5 separate regions of the Mus musculus genome follow, and all the other regions are linked to region 1. A link is a contact called in public promoter capture Hi-C data. All regions are on one chromosome and are shown on one strand. The core of a region is the stretch at or near the end of the contact, and the rest is flanking DNA. Distances in the headings are between cores, read along the strand shown.

The links. Promoter capture Hi-C pulls out the DNA fragments that hold promoters and counts their contacts.
Region 2: a contact with region 1 is called in a promoter capture Hi-C map of pre-B cells, with 6 times the contacts expected there. The contact joins the promoter of Mapk1ip1l here to the promoter of Styx in region 1. A contact is called at or near these places in 9 of 39 promoter capture datasets (the 3T3-L1 cell line, 3T3-L1-derived adipocytes, cranial neural crest and 5 more), 2 of 115 datasets of contacts at active chromatin or transcription factors (the 230-238 cell line and large pre-B cells) and 1 of 9 other capture datasets (liver).
Region 3: a promoter capture Hi-C map of pre-B cells shows a contact between it and region 1, with 4 times the contacts expected there. The contact joins the promoter of Socs4 here to the promoter of Styx in region 1. A contact is called at or near these places in 9 of 39 promoter capture datasets (the 3T3-L1 cell line, the HPC-7 cell line, cranial neural crest and 5 more), 3 of 484 Hi-C or Micro-C datasets (embryonic stem cells and granulocyte-monocyte progenitors), 4 of 115 datasets of contacts at active chromatin or transcription factors (the 230-238 cell line, astrocytes, embryonic stem cells and 1 more) and 1 of 9 other capture datasets (adipose tissue).
Region 4: a promoter capture Hi-C map of pre-B cells shows a contact between it and region 1. The contact joins the promoter of Gch1 here to the promoter of Styx in region 1. A contact is called at or near these places in 2 of 39 promoter capture datasets (hippocampal neurons and pre-B cells).
Region 5: a contact with region 1 is called in a promoter capture Hi-C map of embryonic stem cells, with 2.6 times the contacts expected there. The contact joins the promoter of Bmp4 here to the promoter of Styx in region 1. A contact is called at or near these places in 2 of 39 promoter capture datasets (cranial neural crest and embryonic stem cells), 1 of 115 datasets of contacts at active chromatin or transcription factors (embryonic forebrain) and 1 of 9 other capture datasets (adipose tissue).

What each region holds. Positions count from the first base shown.
Region 1 is chr14:45,349,842-45,352,532 of GRCm38.p6, forward strand. Styx (serine/threonine/tyrosine interaction protein) reads left to right here and starts at 1,345. Exons shown (of 11, transcript NM_019637.3): 1 at 1,345-1,688. The coding sequence starts at 1,632.
Region 2 is chr14:47,296,976-47,299,666 of GRCm38.p6, forward strand. Mapk1ip1l (mitogen-activated protein kinase 1 interacting protein 1-like) reads left to right here and starts at 1,299. Exons shown (of 4, transcript NM_178684.6): 1 at 1,299-1,430. It overlaps Gm35078, which reads left to right. Exons shown (of 2, transcript XM_006519856.4): 2 at 1,008-1,430. The coding sequence ends at 1,413.
Region 3 is chr14:47,275,594-47,278,284 of GRCm38.p6, forward strand. Socs4 (suppressor of cytokine signaling 4) reads left to right here and starts at 1,327. Exons shown (of 2, transcript NM_080843.3): 1 at 1,327-1,628. It overlaps Wdhd1 (WD repeat and HMG-box DNA binding protein 1), which reads right to left and starts at 1,264. Exons shown (of 25, transcript NM_001360532.1): 1 at 928-1,264. The coding sequence starts at 1,004.
Region 4 is chr14:47,188,060-47,190,750 of GRCm38.p6, forward strand. Gch1 (GTP cyclohydrolase 1) reads right to left here and starts at 1,354. Exons shown (of 6, transcript NM_008102.4): 1 at 893-1,354. The coding sequence starts at 1,208.
Region 5 is chr14:46,389,297-46,391,987 of GRCm38.p6, forward strand. Bmp4 (bone morphogenetic protein 4) reads right to left here and starts at 1,373. Exons shown (of 4, transcript NM_007554.3): 1 at 1,008-1,373. RefSeq lists promoters at 1-1,005, 1,056-2,691, 1,056-2,462.

The DNA.
Region 1 (2,691 bases), core at 95-2,594:
TCTCTCTCTCTTTGGTTTTTCGAGACAGGGTTTCTCTGTGTAGCCCTGGCTGTCCTGGAACTCACTCTGTAGACCAGGCTGGCCTCGAACTCAGAAATCTGCCTGCCTCTGCCTCCCAAGTGCTGGAATTAAAAGGGTATGCCACCACTGCCCAGCTTCCCCTTTCTTTTTGAGACAAGGTCTCACTATGTACCCCTGGCTGGCCTGGGACACTTACTGTGTGGGTTAGGCCAGTCTCAACTCACAGACATTTTCTTGCCTCTCCTGAGTGGTGGAATTAAAGGCATTTACCACAATACTTGCCATTGGATTATTTTTTAATTAAAAATTACTAGCAGGGTATTCTGTGCCTTTTGTAATTCTTAAAGCTGGATAATAGTTTATGTAACACTAGAGAGCATAGACCATCTAATTAGCCACCTAATTTTTGAACAGCTATCCTGTATATTGAACATGCATTACATATATGACAACATGAAAAGAGTTAAGAGGAAATCCAAGTTAAACACGCGGTCCTTCCACTTTAAAGGATTTTTTTTTTTTTTTTTTTTGATAATGACAGTCCTGAGGTCTCTAGGAAGTAGTGTTAAAATACAGTGAAAAGTAGTGATAGTCTTAGTTACACACTTTGCAGCCTTCAGTGATTCCTTCAGTGAGACCAAAGGTGGTTCAGAAGTTCAAACCAGGCCTTTAATCATTTCATCTCAGAACTCTTGTAAATTTGAGGACCAGCCTGGTGTACATAGCGAGACCCTGAAGAAGGTATATTCTTCAAAAATTATTAACTCTAACGCCAGCTCCTCACACAATCATCTTTTATGTTGAAAAATAGGCTCGGAGAAATCTTAAAGAGTACCGAATACAATTTAGTAAGTAAACTATCATTTACATTTCTGATGACTTTTTTTAAGAATCATTTTCTTGAAATTTTCTGGATAATTTGAGTTGTTAACACTCCGGAGTATACCTAAGAGGCCACTTTCTACTTTGTTTAAAGATGATGGGTATCTCGGGGTTTTTTGTTTTTGTTTTTTTCGTAGTCTAACATGAATTTAAGCTGAACTCTTCCTGTTTGGTTATGACTTCCCCCACGGATTGGATCGAGCAGCATTCCTCTGAGTGTGGAGGACACTTTGAAGGGACGGACTCCCATCCCATTTGGGAAGGCCTTGGCCCCGACCGCTCCTCCCCTACGGCCGCAGCTCCGCCCTGCGGGAAGCTCCTCCCCCCGCGTCTGCGCGCTCGCGGACGGGCGGGGCGGAGGCGCGCTGACACCTGGCGGCGGGGGCGGGCCGTCGGCGAGCGTGGGCTGGGATTGGCTGGGCCGCGTGGGCTGGGGCGGGAGGAGACGGTTATGGGCTCGTGCCTGGGTCGGATCCCGGCTCTCTGAGGGGCGCGGAGACCTGCGGGAGGGACACGGCCGCAGCATGGCGGCCGGCAGCGCACCGCCCTGCCCTCCGCCTTCCTGTCGCAGCCGCTTGGATCCTGTGGTCCGCGAGTGCTTGCTGTGAGCCTGCCGCGCGTCAGCCCCCCCACCGCTCGCCCGCCCGCCCGCCCTCCTTCCCTTGTCGCCTCTGCCAGCCCGGAGGGCGGCCGGGCGCACCGCGCCCACCCACCGGGGCCCTGGGACCATGGAGGACGTGAAACTGGAGTTCCCCTCGCTCCCGCAGTGCAAAGACGACGCCGAGGTGAGTGCCCGGCGGCCCGCCCTGCCGCGGGCAGCCCCCGGGTCTCCGGCCAAGCAGCGCCTCTGGCCCAACTGTCCCAGACTCTTCCCTTTCCCCTTGGGCGTGAAGGGGCGTCAGTGAGGTCCTCCTCCCGCGGGACCCTATCGGAGGAGCCAACCCGGAGAGTACTCTTGACCACTCGCCTCGGCGTTGAGGCTTTTCGTGAACACAGACTCTTCCTTACCAGAGCAACACGCTGTGGAGTTGTTTTTAATCTGAGCTTGATGTTAGATTCACATGCGGGACACATAGCCAGCCCCACGTGTGGAATAGATCGGAGGCGTGAACTCTGGAATTGCACCCCTCTAATAGTACTCAAGTCAAAAACCAACCACCACCACTACCAAAAAACCCACAAAAAACGATGACTAGCGTGGGGCGGGGGGGGGGGGGGAGTAGAAAAGCTAAGCTTCTTTGAATTTGAAAATTTTTAGTAACAAATCTTGCCTGTACTATCGAGAGCAAAATTCTCCCAATTTATGATTTAAGGGTTCTTTTCACCCCACCTTGATTTTTTTCTTTACCTAACATCTGTTGCAAATATTTTATGGTACCAGAAACTGTTAAGTTAGAGTTTGCCAGAGGCTAAAATTAGTGACAAGGATTCTTACCTGTGACACTTAATAGGATCAAAAAAGGATTCTAGAGTTTTGCTTGTGTGTTTGATATAAGTCCTGGCTGTCCTGGAACTCACTAGACGAGGCTGGCCTGAAACCCAAAGAGATCCACCTGCTTCTGTACCCCAAATGCTGGGATTGAAGGTGTACACCCCTTAATCTCTCAGTGTTTTAAAGGTATTTGGGACTACTCTTGGCTGGCACACTTGTAACCCCTCTACTTGGGAGGTGGAAGGAGAAAGGAGGGGTCACTGTAGCCTTGGTTCTATAGCAAATTTGAGACCAGTCTCAGTTACAGATGAGATGGAGACTTTATACCAAATGCTCAATTCTATTGAATGTCTTCA
Region 2 (2,691 bases), core at 49-2,548, 1.9 Mb after region 1:
TTGTTTTCGAGACAGGGTTTCTCTGTGTATCCCTGGCTGTCCTGGAACTCACTTTGTAGACCAAGCTGGCCTCAAACTCAGAAATCTGTCTGCCTCTGCCTCTCAAGTGCTGGGATTAAAGGTGTGCGCCACCACGACCGGCTGAAAATCTGTATGTAGATTTAGATTTTGCTTTCTGGTATGTCAGTTTTGAGTCTCCCAGAAACAGAGGCCAGTCTCAAAAACCCAACACCTCTCATCTTACAGCAGTGGCTTATCAACCTTCCTAATACTGTGACTCTTTAATACCATTCCTCATGTTGTGGTAACCCCCAACCAGAAAATTAGTTCATGGCTACTTCATAACTGTATTTTTGCTACTGTTATAAATAATGTAAATATCTGATATTCGACCCCTATGAAAGAGTCGACGCCCAAAGGGTTCATAAACCACAGGTTGAGGCCACTATTCTTAATTTAAAACTTAAAGGGAATCAGAGATAGCTTATTCTGGACCCATTTTTGAATGATGATGGCACCAAAACACAAATTTAGGTTACCTCAAATTCCATGTCCCAACATGGAACCAGTATCACGAGGTTTTTAGTTTTACAGAACAGAGAACGCTATAAATCAAGGCAAAGTTTAAAACACACTGGTGGATGGATACATTGGAGGGTACATCAAGATAGAGGAAGCTTTTCTATACATCTAAGACATTATCCGATGACATTCTTAGCTTTTGGATTGGCAGAGGCTAGTTGCCTGTTAATAGACCTAAAAGGTTTTTAATCTTATTGCCACAAGATATTAGTTTTGACACAGAGGTGGCTATTCTGGAGGGCTAGCACTAGCCCAAGATAAGGTAATTAGCCCCTGGACCTGCAACATTCCAATCTTTCCACAGTACTGAAATTCCAACTTATACAACTCAGTCTCTGCAGACATATGCTTTTAAAAGTTTTCATTCGCAAGACCTTTAGAAAGACTTCCCTTTTCCCTCATCTCTTTACCCTCGATTTTAACAGGACTACTGACAGCCAGCTTGGAGCCTGTCTACAAAAACCTCTAAACACAGAGAATCCAAACTCCGCTTTCAGTCCCTGGGTTGCGGTGAGCATCACCGGCCAGGGGGTTTCCTTTGGGTCTTTTGGACTCAGGAAGCAGGGAAACCTTCCCGCGCTCCACCCAGAGGGAAACAGCCCAGGCTCCCGGAGCCACGCGGCCCTGCCTGCAGTTTCGTGGGCGGCCGGCTGGAGGCGCAGTGCAAGCTGGGCGGGGCGGGCGGAAATAACGGGCGGCCAGGTCGGCCTCCCCGCTTCCTTTTCCGGTGCCAGGAGGAGCCGTGTCGCTGTCGTCTCGGTCCATCAGGCCTTCAGCGGGTCTCCATTGCCCGTCTCTCTGGACTCACCGCCGCCACTGTGCCGCGCCTAGGACTCGGATCCTGCCGGGTGAGTCCGCTTGGGCGCCTGCGGCGGGGCGCGAGGCTGGCGGGAGACGATGCGAAGACGCGGGGTCCCGGGGGGCCTGGCGGCTCTAGAGCTTTCGATGGGGAGGGTCCCCCGGGAACCAGGCGACCGAGGGATCTAATGTCGCGCCCGTCGGGTTCCGGGGCGCCCACGTCATGCCAGGCTTGGGCGGGGGCGGGCGGGGGGTGAGGGGTTAGGCGGGAGCGGGCGACCCTCCCCCACATCCGCCTGCGTGACCGGCTGGGGGCTGGTTCGCTCCGGTTGATCCCGGATTCCCTTTGTTCCCTTAACCCTAAAGGGCAGCTTGTTTGTCCCCCACACCCCCCCCCCGTCCCCTTGCCCCTCCACCGGTATCCCAGCCACTAATTTCTAATAAAAACGACAGTGGAGGAGACCCGAATCCTTACAGCAAGGTCTGGCGCCTGATAATTCTGTGTGACAAGCTTCTCGCTGATCGTAATTACCCATTCTTTAAATGACTACGGGGGACAGAAGGTGCCATGGGCTGAGTGAGTGACGTTCTCCTTTGAGCTAGCTAGAACGCTTGAACCATTTTTTTTCCTCCCTGCCATGAAAACTGAAAGTAATGTTTTCACGAATCCTAAAGTTGAAGTATCTAAACCAGACCCCACCGTAGATGTGTAACAGCCTACTACAGAAACACACACGTGTTGCCCCCTCCCCCATGTGCGAAAGGCCTGTTTGGAGGCCAAACCCTCAGAAGCTGGAGTCGCCCTCGGAAGTCTTTGTTAGTGGCGCTCCTTGGGTGGGGAGGAGGGCAGTTTTTAGTCGTGGAGTATTGGAGCCACTCTCTAGAACACTTCCCTTCAAAAACTTTTTCCTGCAGCTGCCGAGGTTGGAATGTTCTTTTTGATTACAGAAGGAATCGGTGTCATCTTCATTCTCCCTACAGAGGTTGAGCGTTGGGCTCAGGAACCTTAGGAATTCAGCAATCTTGAGATTCTGTGACTGTTAACTATAGAGGAGCCCTAGACTCGGGGACTGTTAATTAGTAATATTTGCACAGGGTGAGCCTGTAGATAAGTGCTAGCCCGGCTTGCTACAAGGTCCTAAATTCAAGTCCCAAAACTTTAGGGAAGGAAAGAAAAAAATTCAGCAGTTGTAACTATTCAGACTATAGCGGGGAGTGGGTGGAAAATGAAATGGATAAATAATGTCGGGTCAGCTTTTGCCACCAAATAAGTTTGTGCAGTACTTAGGAAATTGCTTTTTTTTTTTTAGT
Region 3 (2,691 bases), core at 77-2,576, 1.9 Mb after region 1:
GAGGCCCTCACTAGGACACCAGCTTCTAGGCAAGAATGGTCCACTTGAGTGGGCATGCGTGACATGGCTGCTATAGGGGTAACCAAGTGCTTTTTGGATTTAAGGTCTATTCCACAAAGGGGAACCCATTCTTGGTAGGTAAACCCTTTCAAAAGCCCATAGCAAGGGGAGGTCTCAGGCCCTAGGGGGTACACTACTGCATAGCTAAATTGCATAACCTCAAACTGCTGTCTAAATATTTATGTACATTTCAAATGCTACCCTCAGCCTTTATTAGGGAAGCCTCAGCCGGCCTGGAGCACGCCTTTAATCCCAGCACTTGGGAGGCAGAGGCAGGCGAATTTCTGAGTTCGAGGCCAGCCTGGTCTACAGAGTGAGTTCCAGGACAGCCAGAGCTATACAGAGAAACTCTGTCTCGAAAAACCAAAAAAAAAAAAAAGAAAGAAAGAAAGAATTAGAGAAGCCTCTATTTCCAGTAAATGGTGGTGATTGTAGAGCCTCATGACCGCACAAGGTGCTGACAAGAAGCGACTTCTCAGTATTGAGCCCTAAACTAGACATTTACATTATGTCCTCTAGTACACAGGGGACACTGTGAAAGAGGAAGCTGCAAAATTCCATCTCCTGGGCACGACAGTCATTGCAATTTACAGCAACTGCTGATGCTTAACTGTCTCATAAAATAAACATGACACCGAATGAGGACGTGAGTGGCGGGAAGGCACTCCTCTGGGTAAAGGATTTTAATTTTCGTGAGGTCCTAGAAGTGCCACGACAGTTCAAAGCAAACAAGCCTCAGGGCAGAGGCGCTCCTTGTTTATTCCTTCCTCTGTCCCTCCGCATCGGTCATCTTCGACCGGCTGTCCATACCGAGAATGACGGCTAACATTCACGCTGGACCCGTCCTTTGTTTCCAAAGACGCTTACCTTCCAGAATCATCAAAGCAGACTTCGGTGTGCCCTTCCGTATGTCCGTACCTCATGGGCTTCTGTGTGGCCGGCATCTTTCCCTACCTGAGCCGTTTTGTAAGAACTGGTATTTTTTTCAGTAGGGCGATCGTCCTCTCCGCGCCGTGCAGTCCTGTTTCCCTCACCCGAGGAGCCACAGCACGATGCAGCGGAAGGTATGTCACACACGCCCGGGAGATGACAAGCTTTCCCCTCTGCAAGCACGGGCAGCGGGGGCGAGGAGCAAGCGGTGTGCACCAGCGTCTGCTCTGATGGAAGCACGGAGCCGCTTCCCGCGCTCTGGCGCGCTCGCCCTGTGCGCATGCGCGGCCCGCCGCCGCCCAGCCCAGGTCCGGCCCGAGGTCGCCGGGTGGTGGCGTCAGAAGCGCGCCGCCTCGAAGCCGAGAGCTGGTGGCTGGGGCCGCTCTGAAAGAAAAGGTGGGAGCCGAACCCGGAAGTGGCGGCGGTCCCTGGAGAGCAGGCGGAGGCAGCGGCAAGTCTGACTCTGGGCTGACCGTGGAGCCGGGGCGGGGGCTGACAGCCAGGCCTCCGCCTGGCGGGAGCCGCACGAGGAGCGGGAGTGGCCGGGCCTCTCTTCCGCGCTTGAGCGAGCGCCGGGTGATGGCGGTGGTGATGGCGGCAGGCGCTCGGACAGCTCCGCTTGAGCTGAGCTCGGAGAGGTGAGAGGGGGAAGGGTGGCGGCGAGGGCTGGGGTTTGACGCCTGCCCTTTCAGGATCTCCTCCCGAGCCACCGTAGTCGCCTCCTTGAACCGATCGAGCTCCTCGGGACCGGGTTAGGGACAGACCTTGGCAAGCCTTTATTCTTCACGCCCTTCGTGCCCTCAACTTTGTCATTTCTGTGGTAATAAAGGATGGACTGATTCTTGTTTCTTGCGACTCTAGCTAAATAATGCTAAAGAGAGTTAACTTGGGTTTTCTATTTAGTTCCGACCAAAGTTTACCAAACTGCTTTTAGATCTAAAAGGAGAGGTCTAATTTGTATTGTTACAGGTTTCTGTTCATCGTGGCAGTCGATAACACATCCTCTACTAAGTCAGGTCTTGGCCCGTTAAGTTTATGCTTTTCTTGTTTCTTCACGTTCTCCATATTAATAAATTGGTCTGTTGAAAATTATGATTTTCGGTGATAATTGGGGCTTTGACGGCGTTTTTGTGGTACCCACTGTACAGTTTCAGTCAGACTTATTTTTATTACCGGAAAACTCTACAGAGGTAGATCTAGATAACTTATTAAAAAAATTGCAAGCTTAGTTATTACTCAAACCGTGGTATTCTTGCTATGGTGGCATTTTGTAAGGCATTTCTAAGAACCTGGGTTCCAAAAAGACACTCAGATTTGTATATGAATAAAAAGGAAGAGTAGTTGGCTCAAGTAGAATCTGAGATTCTTTTTTAAAAAACAAAACAAAACCCTATTGTTAATTTCCCACAAGAATAAAGGCACCTGAGACAATGACTTTTGAGTAACTTACTTTTATTTTGAAATTATTGTTTTTAGACAGGCCAATTTATAATTCTTTTGCCCAGTACCTGGACAATAAAAATGAGTAGGTACAGTGTGAGGTTCAAGTTGAGCTGATGATACTCATCTATATATTGAATATATTGTAATGGGATTTCAGAGTAATGCTTTTCAGAGCTCACCATTCAGAAACTTGCAAGTGGGAACAAGAGTTATTGATGTAAATACTTTAGACAGTGCCTGTGATACCATTTGATTTTA
Region 4 (2,691 bases), core at 104-2,603, 1.8 Mb after region 1:
ACTGGAAATGAGGCCTTTGAACTCAGCCAAAGGAACCAGAGCTTCTTTTTTATAAAGGCCAACACTGCTTAACCAAATAGGCAGCAAGGCCCTGCTTTCCACTTCCTCTTCACCCTGCCTCTGTACCCACAGCAACTGCCTCGTCACTGGCTGGGAAAGACTTGATGCCAGCAGGCTCAGACTGTGGATTTTAGGCGGCGGGGGTGGAGGTGGGTGGCTAGGAGGGCAAAAGCACGGAATCCCAGGTCCAGTGAACTTCAACCATCAGAGTATCAGCGCGGGGGTGGGGTGGAGTGTCCCTTTATTCTTTGAGGGAGCAAACATTAAAGACTTTCAGCAATAATGCTAGCTCAAGAAAAGTCCACACCTCAAACTGCTAGGAAGTCCGAATCCAGAATTGTGCCAAATTTTGGTGTAAAGTCCTAAGCTAGAGTAGTTGGATGCAAATTCCAGTTCTCTGAAGTTCCCTACCCCATTACAAGTACCTAACTTTACTTGGCTCACGGGGTGTAACGGAAACCTGGCTTCACCCAAAAGCAAGACGCGTCCCATCAACAAGTGTCCACGGGATCCTTGCGGGGGGGGGGGGGAACGGTGGATGCTGCACGTGCCTAATCGCGTTCTGAGCGCTGGGGTAAGAGGGTCTCACATCCCTTCCCGCCCCGGAGTTCAGTGTAGTGGCTATGCATTCACCCTCCCCAGAGCCCTGAGTGCCAGCCAGGAGGGACCCTCGCCTCCGCCAGGTGGAGGCTCTGGGGCCACAGCTGGGACCGGGACCTGACAACTTGGCTCCCTGCGCCAAAAGTGAAGCAACTCGGGAAAGTTCCCGGAGCTGCCCACGCTTCCTGAAGCCGCCTCCTGGCGCCCAGCACACCCCGGCGCACGCACGGACCTGAGATGGTCTCCTGGTATCCCTTGGTGAAGTACTGCATGGCGGTGGCCGCCCTCCAGGGCGTCTTGAGCAGCCCCTGCCGCTGGGGGTCCTCGCCCAGCGAGAGCAGAATGGACGAGTAAGCGGCCGCCAGTTTGGGGAGGTTCACCTGGTTTTCCTCCTCGCTGCGGTGCCGCCCTGCCTTCCAGGCGTCGGCCGGCTGTGCGCCCTTGGCCTCGGGCGGCCGGGACTTCTCGGCAGGCGGGCTGGCCCCGGGCCGCGGCAGCTCCCGCTCGGAGAACCCATTGGTGCACCTGACTCCCCGCGGCTTCTCCATGGACCCGGCGCGACCGCTCCCGAGACACCCTAGGGTGCTAACAAGCGCTGCGGCTCAGCTTAGCCGGCGGCCGTAACCTGTGGCCGTCACCCGGACTGGGGCTCAGCACCTAGGGACACTCTCGGAGTCTAGGGCAGTCGCCGGCTGGGGAGCCCCGCCGCGCCTCTCTTTTTATGGCAGGGCGACTCGGCCGGCGCCGCGAGATATTTTCATTGGCCGGAGCCTCTTGCGTCATGGATCTCTCCCCGCCCCTGAGCCCCGCCCTCCTGGGTGGCCCCTAAACCCCCGCAGTTACACAAGACAAGCTTCTGGTTAGACCCCCTCGACTTATAAAAGGAAGAACTGAGTCTACAAAAAGCCAAGAATCCGGGGAGCTGGAACCTCCGAGATAGAAACACCGATTCTCCCTCACTTTCCACCGGAAAAGGGGGCGTGTTCGCAAAAATGCTGTGGTCTAGTTGCCCTGAGAAAGATGAGCTAACTAACAGGTGACCTTGCTGGGGCAGGCAGGGTGGAGCAAATATTCTGGTGATAAGCAACCTTGTGCTCTTTTTTAAATATTTTTTTTCTTTTTAGCTTTTTTTTTTCCGAGATTACAATAATTTCCTGTCTGTTTTCCCTTTCTTCCTTCCAAACCTTCCCAAATACCTTCACCCCGCCCCCCCCCACACCTTGTTCTCTTTTACATTCAGTCTCTTTTTTTAACAGTTCTTATGTATGTATGTATGTGTGTTTCTAAATATATAAATACAACTTGCTCAGTCTGGTTAATGTCTCTTGTGTGTATACATTTTCGGGGCTAATCTGGTATTGGTGTTCTCTGTCCTAGGGAAGATTACCTCAGTCTAAGCATTCCTCGGTCACCTGTGGCTCTTTGTCTAGGGTGAGGGCTCACGAGTCGTTGTCCCACACACCCTCACCCCCATCCTTGTTTATACTTCTACTGGAGTCATTCTTTTTTTTGTTTTTTTTTTTTTTGTTTTTTTTTTTTGTTTTTTCGAGACAGGGTTTCTCTGTATAGCCCTGGCTGTCCTGGAGCTCACTTTGTAGACCAGGTTGGCCTCGAACTCAGAAATCCACCTGCCTCTGCCTCCCAAGTGCTGGGTGTCATTCTTTTGTTGTGCTTTGTTTTACTTTTTGAGACCAAGTCTCACAGTGCAGCTCTGTCTGGCCTGGAGTTCTCTATGTCGACCACCAGGAAGGCCTTTAATTCAAATGATCTGCCTGCCTCACACTTCCAAACGGTGGGATTAAAAGCATGAGCCCTGCCTCTCTCCTGCTTTAAAGACTGGAGAAGTTGTGACTTGAAAATTGTTCAGTCGTTTAAAATGTATACAACACACACACCTGCCACTCTAGAAAACCCTCTGGCCTCTCTCAAGGCATGAGTTATGGTGCATGGCACTCACCGGAGTCCCCTATGCCTAGGGAGATAATAATATTTGTGAGCTGCCAGATCGCTGCTCTGCTGTTTTAACCTGCT
Region 5 (2,691 bases), core at 123-2,622, 1.0 Mb after region 1:
TATTTTTTTTTTTCTTAATGGGGTTGATACAGCTCCTGGAGGCAGTTACCCTTCACTTTCTCCCCAGAATCTTCTTCTAAAACCAAAATTTAATAGTAGCCTCGGTTTGCCAAATATGACCCTGCTAGTGATTCAACATCTCACAAAACCTTCAGTTCATAAACCAGGATACTAAAAAAACTATCAACCAAAGCCGTGGCGGGAAACCTTCTGAGTCCCCGGGGCCCAACTCCACTGCGTGTAAGGACCCCGCAATTCCCGAACCCTTTGGAGTATCGCAAGCTCCTCATTAGCCCTGCTGGCATGTCCGCACAGACACAGCATGGCAGAAGACCCGCACAGGTAGCCTTTCGGCATCCTGGCCACGGTCCGTCGAACCTTACACCCCTTCCCAGGGAGGGGAGAGTACCAGAAGGCAGAATGCATGGGTGCCCATGTCTAAGAAAATAGCTCCTGGAGATGGGAGCGAGTTCTGTACCTACAGTTCGCTAGCTCTCAGGGGCTGGGAGGGGGTGCGTTGGGGACAAGATTAGGTGACACCCCGCTCAAGGAAGCCTCTCTATCCCGGGTCGCGCTTTAGAGCAAAGCAGGACTACAGCCTCTTTTGCAAAGCTAGCTCTGGCTAGGTTCTCTCTCCTAATGAAGCAGTCCTCAGTCCCCCACTGGTGTTGAAACTTAGAGTTGACTCCCTCCTCTCCCACTCTTATAGTCTAAGTGGAAGCAAACCCACCAAACCCCACAGTTCTTCCCAATGACCTCTCTTCCAAGGCCTTCTCTCCTTCCCGCCTCTCCTGGCCCGCACCTCCCTAAAGTAGGTTGGATAGACGCAGTAACATATATGGAGGTGCCTTTTAGCCTCCATCATCCCACCTCCAACACTGTTGGAGAAGGAAGGAGGAATAGGCCAACTTTTGCCTCGGTTACAGCCTGAGCCCCATCCCCAGCTTCTACTACGGGTGCACCTCGAATCCTCAGAATAGCGCCCCTCTCCAGGTTGCCCTGCTCACCATTGGTTCCTGCAGAAGCGGGCTCGCCAGCAGCTGCTTCTGGGGACCTCTAGAAAGCTGCAATGAACCTGGTCGAGGGCCAGAGACTGGATCGCTGCAGGCTCCAAGACGGTTTAGACGAGAATCCCATCAGGGACGGAGACCAGATACTCAGGCTGGGTTGCAGCGCAGCGGCGTCTTAGGCTGGGGTCTCTCAGCTCGGATGCCGAACTCACCTAGCTTCCGGGCCAGGCCTCGCGCTCTTGCCTTCCCACCCTCCAGCACCACCCTCTCACATCTACTCCTTCCTTCTCTTTTCCCTCCCTCTCTTTCTTCCCTTCCTCCCCAGTCTTTCCCCCCAGCGGCCCCTCCCTTCTTCCCTCCTCCCTTAATCGCCTCCCCTTCTGGGGATGGGAGCCCCGCCCACATCCTCCCATCCAGCCACGGGGCCTCGCCTCGCCTGGCAAGGCCCGGGTCCGGAAGATTGCACAGCTCCCCAGCCCTCAGTTGCCACCTTGGCTGGGACCGATGCCTCCAGCTCGGGAAGCAGCCGGGGCTCACCTGGGGACCACGTGCAAGAGGTACTAGAAAGCATGCACCAACTAGTCTCTGTACCTTCCAAAAATACCCATGGGAGTCTGGGCTTCCCTGAGTTTAGAATAACTGCTGCCCAAACTGATGATTAAAACACTGAGTAATCACCATTTACCCCGAGTAATTAGAGATAATGAAACACCTCTAAAATCAGGTTATGGAGAAGGGAGCTGTTGGATTGGTTTAAAGGGTGGCCTTCCGTAAACTGTTAAAGGATTCCCAAACGTTGAAACAGGCTGTGAGCAGGGCTGTGTGCCCGAAGGAGATACCTCTTCAACTATTAGGAGGTGACTTTCCCCCCAAAAAAGTTTTTGTGAGATGTTTCTTGTGGACATTTGAGAATTGCACCAACCCCCCTTAAACTGGGTGCCCTCCATCGATCCCCCAGGTCTAACATTTCAAGTGCACAGAGGTAGTTTGCAGGCACTTGGCAGGCAAACAGGCCTAGGCCTTGTAAGACAATTAGAAAATCCTATTTATATCTCTGAAGCCTTCTTAACTGCCAGATGGTTATTTTGTTTGTTTGTTTGTTTGTTTGGGACCTTCCAGGAAGGTAACACAGTGCCTTTTAGGCCATGTAGAGAAAAAAACAAAGTGCCCTTTGGCCCCTTTTTAAAAGAAGGGAGATGAGGAATTGAGTCTTTCATAACAACAGTAAGAACAAGAGTTGGTAATCATGCTAGCTGGGAGGTGGAATGTGGCCGGCTTTTAAACCTTCCCAAACAGGAGCTAATTTCACACCCTGCCTCTGATGGAGCTGGGAAGGAACTATCAGCTTCATCTTTGTTTTTACAAACGAGGATGGGGAAGGTGAGCCAGGCTAAGAGTATTTGCCCAGAGCGCTGAAGGAAATCACAGCCTCTGCTAAAGGGAAAGCTGCAGGGAAGGGGTGAGGCCAGCAGCCCAGAGCTTCAGGTAGCTCTCAAAGGGCTGGAAGATAGCAATTTCCGGTTCTTGGTTTCTGGGGTGGGTGTTATACTCCCTTGTCACCACAAAGCAGTCTTGACCTAGGGCCGCTCATCTGACCTTTGTACTTACACACCTTCAGAATTTAAAAAAAAAAAAACAGGAACGAGTTCCTGTATTCTACTGGCCAGAGACAAAGGGTGAG